Linked DNA regions of Cricetulus griseus: region 1 is linked to region 2. A link is a contact called in public Hi-C data. All regions are on one chromosome and are shown on one strand. The core of a region is the stretch at or near the end of the contact, and the rest is flanking DNA. Distances in the headings are between cores, read along the strand shown. Region 1 overlaps Foxk1 (forkhead box protein K1). Region 2 has its middle 35 kb from the start of Foxk1.

The links. Hi-C and Micro-C count contacts between places; a contact is called where the count stands out from the background.
Region 1: a contact with region 2 is called in a Hi-C map of the CHL-YN cell line, with 2.9 times the contacts expected there. The contact joins two enhancer-like sites. A contact is called at or near these places in 2 of 8 Hi-C or Micro-C datasets (the CHL-YN cell line and liver).

What each region holds. Positions count from the first base shown.
Region 1 is chr4:79,021,964-79,025,095 of CriGri-PICRH-1.0, forward strand. All of the region lies in intron 2 of Foxk1 (forkhead box protein K1), which reads left to right. Among named protein-coding and RNA genes, the nearest start is that of Ap5z1, 23 kb to the right of the region's middle. Within about 2 kb of position 1,673, at least 6 of the 6 cell types and tissues checked have open chromatin away from gene starts, as enhancers often do.
Region 2 is chr4:78,941,902-78,945,018 of CriGri-PICRH-1.0, forward strand. No RefSeq gene overlaps it. Among named protein-coding and RNA genes, the nearest start is that of Foxk1, 35 kb to the right of the region's middle. Within about 2 kb of position 1,555, at least 6 of the 6 cell types and tissues checked have open chromatin away from gene starts, as enhancers often do.

The DNA.
Region 1 (3,132 bases), core at 423-2,922, 80 kb after region 2:
ATTGACATATTGTTTGTTGGGGAAGGCATGTGAAGGTCAGAGAACAGCTTTGGGGGGTTCATTTCTCTTCCCATCATGTGGATCCTGGGGCTCAGTCAAACTCAGGTGGTAAGGGTTAATGGCAAGCATCTTTACCCCCTTATCTGAGCCCCGGATTTGGTTTTTGAGACAGTCTCACACTGTAGTTAGCCTGGCCTGAATTTTGAAGTAATCCTCCTGCTTCAGGCTCCCAAGTGCTAGGATTTCAGGAGTGGATGTTTGATTAGTAAACTGATTTGGTCACTATGAGAGACTATGATGCCCCAGTGGCTCCTGTCATGTCACTTACCCCCAGTACTCAAGAACAGTTAAGGAAGCTATAGCCTGTTAGGTAGACAGGAAATCACGTGGAACGGGTGGGGCAACCTTGAAAGTGTGACTCTAGGAAAAGCTTATGTTCAAGGCCAATCCAGGTGACTTAGTGGTACCCCATCTTATAATAAAGAGGAGTGGGATGAGTTGGGTGGTGGAACAATTACTTCCTTATCCTGGAAGGGACCCTGAGTTTAGTCGGGCATGATGGTACATGCCTGGAATACCAGCACTTGAGGGCAGAAGCTGGAGAATCCCATAGAAGTTCAAGGCTAGCCTGGTCTACATAGTGTCTTAGAGACAGACCAGGCCTACATAATGAGACCTCATCTCAAAATCGAGAGAGGGGGTTGGGGGAAGCTCTAGGCTCAATATCCAGTACTAGGGTGCAAGATTATGGGATTGAATAGGATTATTTTTAGCATTGTTTGTTTTTGAGACAGGATCTCACTGTGTGGCCCTGGCTGACCTGGAACTCACTAAGGAGACCAGGCTGGCCTCAAACTCAGAGATAGTCCTTCGTCTGTCCAGATAAAAACAGTAGTGGGAGTTGGGGATTGCCGGCTTGGTAGGGTGTCTGTCTGGCACACGGGAAGCCCTGGGTTTATCCCCAACACTGTGTAACACTAGGCACTGTGGTGCATGCGAATCCCACTCTGGGGAAGTGGCAGCAGGAGGAAGCTGTGTTATCCTCAGCTATGTAGAGAGCTTGAAGCCATCGTAGATTACAAGAGACTGTCTTAAAAACAAAACCTGACCAAAACGACGTTGGTATGGCTTTTGGTCAGGTGGGACAGTGGTTGTGAAGACCCTAGCCCCCTCTGCAGAGCAGTTGGTACTTTGGTGGCCCCATTACTTCCTTGGAGTGTGGTCTTTATGTCTACCGTATTCCTGCTGAGAGGAAGCAGATCCTTGTCTCCTCAGAGTTCCCACAAGTCCCCATGGGGGAAGGGGACTGGGTTCTTGGTCACCTGTTGAGGTGGTGGCTTGGGACCTGCCCTGGACCTTTAAGTATCACAACAAAAGATCTCTGTTGACATCCGTTTATCTCTGCACTGTGGAATTCCATTGAGCTTTTGTGAAGCTCTGAGGCCTGAGGTTCGCGCCTGCCAAGACCTTTTCAGTTCGAGTTTCTGTGTAGAGGTGGAGCCCTCATGTTTACAAACACACCCTGGCCTTCCTTTCCCAAGCCGCGGGAGCCAGGGCGGGGCTGGCTTGGGGAAAGGGCCTGACTTCCCAGCCAGCAGCCCTGGGTCCCGCCCTATGCAGTCAGCTTGCCTAATTTGGTGAGCTTTGCTAGTGGGTCCCTATTGGCCGACCTGGGCACTGAGGCCTGGGGGGACCTCCCATCTGGGGCTCCTCCCTCCCTGAAGTGGATCCCAAGGATTGGTACCTGCCCCGTGCCCCCTTGCCTCCACTCCACCCCCACCCGACCCTGGCTCCGCTTTGCTGGCCGGCCTGGGCGTCTCCGTGTTTCCCAGGGCGGGTTGTTCCGCTGTGGTTTGAGTGGTGTGTACGTCGGTTTTTTTTGTTGTTGTTTTTTTTTTTTTGGCGGAAGGTGGTGTGTGTGGAGGGGGGGAGTTGGGGGGTGGAGTCCTTTTCCCCGCCTGCAGGGCTCCGCCCAGCAAATGAATGAGCTCTTTGAAAGAAACCGCGGCTTCGACAGTGTTTTGACCTTTCTATCTGTGAAGAGCAAGTGATTTTAGGAAATCAAGGAGCTAGTCATTTGCTGAGGTTACTCAGGGTAAACCAGGCTCCTTGGGGGTACACTTAAGCAAACTTCTAAAAGCAGCCATGAAAATACTTGTGGATCCAGGCATGGGGCACTTGCCAGCAATCCCTGCACTCTGAGGCAGAGGCAGGAAGATTGCAAATTTGAGGCAAGCCTGTGCTACATGAGGAGATCTTGTCTTAAACAAACAAAAAGGGCAGGCGAGATAGCTCCATGGGTAAAATGCTCGTTTGTGTTTGTGCCCCAGTAAAAACCAAGCCAGTGTCGTGTCTGTAACCCCAGTGCTGTGGGGTCCCCTGGCCAGCCAGTCTAGCTGAAACAGGATGCTCTAGGTTCAGTGAGAGACCCTATCTCTAAAATACAGATAAAAAAGGATGGCAAAATGGTTCAGTGAATAAAGGTACTTGCTGCCAAGAACTCCTGGGGACGGAGTTCCCAGAATCCACATGGCCGGATCAGGAAAGTTAACTCATCCGTGCAGTGCCTAGCCTCCCTCTACATATAAACAAATAGCAAAGGTTAGTTAGCATCGACTGCAGAGTCCTGACCCCTTTAGTCATGTAACTTTAGCACAGTTCAACTTTATTGCTGGCTAACTCCATTCTCTTTTGCTCTCCAGAGATCTTTTGCGTTTGGAGGGCATCCAGTCTGCGTTAGAAGTCTAGTGTCCCGCCCTGCCCTGCCCTGCCCTGCCCCGCCCCCAGCCTTGGTTTCACTTGCTTGTGGTTTCAGTTACTCACAGTCCAAAAATATCAAGTGGAAAATTGCAGAAAATGAACAACTTACAAGTTTTCAATTGAGTGCTGCCCTGAGTAGCTCCGCCCTCAGGTGTGACTCCGCCCAGGGTATCCAGAGGGTGGCTTTACCACCAGATTTGCACTAGGGGCTGGGGATATAGATCTGGGGTAGAACACCTGGCCTGCACAAGGTCCTGCAGCCCATGAGTGGTAGGAGGCAAACAGAAATCAATCTTGTTTTTACTTAGCTGGAAATTCAGACATGCTAAAGCCCAGCTGCAAGCTCTGCTATTACTTGAAGAGGTGGCACTT
Region 2 (3,117 bases), core at 305-2,804:
CTGGCCTCGAACTCACAGAGATCCGCTTGCATCTGCCTCCCAAGTACTAGGATTAAAGGCGTGTGCCACCAATACCTAGCCGAGGTGCCTAGTCTTATTGCAACTTTATATGCCATGTTTGGTTGCTATTCCTGAAAGGCCTGTCCTTTTCTGAAGGGAAATGCAGGAATGGACAGGGAGGGGACAGAGGGAGAGGCACTGGGAGGTAAGGAGGAAGGACAAACTGTGGTCAGTATGTAATATATGAGAATAAATTATTTTTTAAATCTAAAAAAAATGTATAAAATTTTAATTAAAATCACCCTTTCTTTCAGCAGTCACCACTTGACATTTTTGTCTTTGTCAACAATTTTCTCCACTAGAGTAGAAAGTCCCTGAAGTGAAGTCCTTACCTGTGTGGGTCACCTACCTCCTTGCATAATACCTAGTGTCTAGTAAGCAAGAACGCGTTTATAAAATGAATACAAACCAGAGATGGCGGAGAGTGAGGGCTGCAGCCCCAGGCTAGTATTAGGGAGGTAAGAGACTAATCTAATAGGGGCTTAAACTGGGTATTGTTTAAGGGTGGAGGATTCACACGGACAAAGGTGAGAGCCCAGTGGCTCACAGAAAGGGTGCACATTATCCTCCCAGTGAGAAGGAACAAGCACCCGACCTGACATGTAAGAAACTTCAGAACCCGGCTGGGATTTCGGGAATGCACTACCATGCCTGGTTTTGTGGTCTTGGGTTCAATACTAAGCAAGCACTCTGCCCACGAAGCCACAGCCGGGACACCGTAGCCGTTTCTAAGAACAGTCTTCTGTGGCAAAGTACATTCCCACGGTACATTCCATGCCGAGAACTTTCCTAACTTCCCGAGAAAGTACTCTGTCCCTATTAAACACTTTCATTTCCCCCTCCTTAATCCCTGAAGCCACCTTTCTACTTCCTGTGACTGTTAACTATTCCAGGGACCTCTTAGAAGCAGGCTCATGTAGCCTACGGCTGGTCTCGAACTCGTCATCCTGCCTCAGCATCCCCAGCTGCTGAGATTACAAGTGTGAGTCACCTTTTGCACAACGTCCTCGAGGCTCATCATACAGTGTTAATTTCCTCCCATTTTTCAAATAAAACATGCAATGCGCGCGCGTTCCTCGTGTTGTACTAATCGGATTCCTCAGGATCCTCTGCTGCCAGGTTCGCTGTGTCCACTGGGGACACTACGATCAAGAGAAGCAGACAGCATTCTGTCTCGTGCGTGGTCACTACTTAACCTTCCGGCCCCCACTTCCCGGAAGAGTCACCCGGCACTGCGCAAGGACGCACTGGGCGGGGACAGCCACCCGCGCCGGGCCTCGGTGCGCATGCGCGAATGTGGCCGCGGTTGCGCATGTGCGGAGGCTCCGTTCCCCTGGGTTTGAATCCAGCGATCCGGGGTTTCGCTCCCACCGGGAGTTCTGTTTATAAACACACCGCGCGACCGGCGGCGAGGGGTAACCCTAAGACAGTGAGGTCGGAGGTCAGAGGTCAGCGGGCACGGGGAGCAGACGGCGAGAACGGCTTCCGCCACCCACGCGGGCTGTGGGGTGGCCAACAGGGCGACCCTGCCACGGCCCCCGGACTGCCCGGCGCCACGTGGTGCGCACGTGGTCCCGCGCGGCGGCGCGCCCCTCCCCCACGGCATCCGCAGTGCCCCCTGGCGGCGCCTGCTGCCTTCTGCGCGTGCGCCGAGCGCCGCGCCCGCCGCCTTCCGGTGTCCCGACTGAGCACGCCTGCCGTTTCCTGACCCACGCGGGGCAGAGGGAACGGTGGTCCGCGATCACGTGTAAAGCGGAGGCTGCTGCGGTGTGGGCGGGGCCTCGGAGATAACGCTGCCCGGCCAGGGATGAATGGATGGATGGAGGAACGAGCACTCTGCGGGTGGGATCCATGCAGAGCGCCGCCTGTGTGGCCGGCTGCCTGCAGGTTCCATGTTCCACTCTCAGTACACATTCAATCATAAGTGAACGGTTCGAAGAGGAAGTTATTAAAATATTACAGGCGCTTTATTATAGCACTTAGTCTTAGCGATTGTGTTTATGAGATCCTACTGAAGACTCGGCTGCTGTCCAAGCGCTCCATGTAATTGTTAAATAGGTTATTGGATTTTAGGTTGCTGCCTTTTTAAACTTTATGCACTATCCTAATATTTTAACCGTTTATTAGCTATTGTGGATGTGGAGGTCAGAAGACAACCTGTTGGAGTCTGTCCTCTCCTACTTTTGTGAGTTCTGGAGACTCAACTCAGATCAGTGGGCACCTTTACCAACTGAGCCTTCTCACGGGCCCTTTGTACCCTGCTCTAAAAAGATTTGAAGTTTACAGAATAGATAAACAAGTATTCCAGGCTTGGTAACACTTGTAATCTCAGCACTTGGAAGGCTGAGGCAGGAGGATCTTGAGCTCCAAACTGGATTGGACTGTATAGGGAGAACCCCTCTGAAATAAAGTGACAAGCCATGGTACACACCTCCTATCCCAGCACTTGGGAGACTGAGGCAAGGAGTATCAGAAGGACAAGGTTATCCTCAGTTACCTAGCAAGGAAGGCCAGGCTGGGATATATGAAAACATGGCTCAAAATAAAATATATACACACACAGTTGTGACTGTGTATAGCTTCCCTTGTAACCAGAGAAAGGCCTGCTGGCTTGACCTTGATTGAATAACACCATATGGAATGAGTGGGAGGCCCTCACATTCACACCTCTGCTTTTTGTTCGTTTTTTTTTTTTTTTTTTTTTTTTTTGGGGGGGGGTATGTTTTCAAGACAGGGTTTCCCTGTATAGCTTTGGATCCTGTCCTGGAACTCGCTCTTGTAAACCAGGCTGGCTGGTCTCCAACTCAAAGAGATCCGCCTGCCTCTGCCTCCCAAGTGCTGGGATTAAAAGTGTGTGCCACCACTGCCCGGCTAACACACCTCTCATTCTTTTTCTTTCTTTGTCTTTGGTTTGTTTTTGTTTGTTTGGTTTGGTTTGGTTTTTTTTTTTTGGTTTTCGAGACAGGGTTTCTCTGTATTGCTTTGGAGGTTGTCCTGCAACTTGCTCTGTACACCAGGCTGGCCTTGAACTCCCAGAGATCCGCCTGCCTCTGCCTC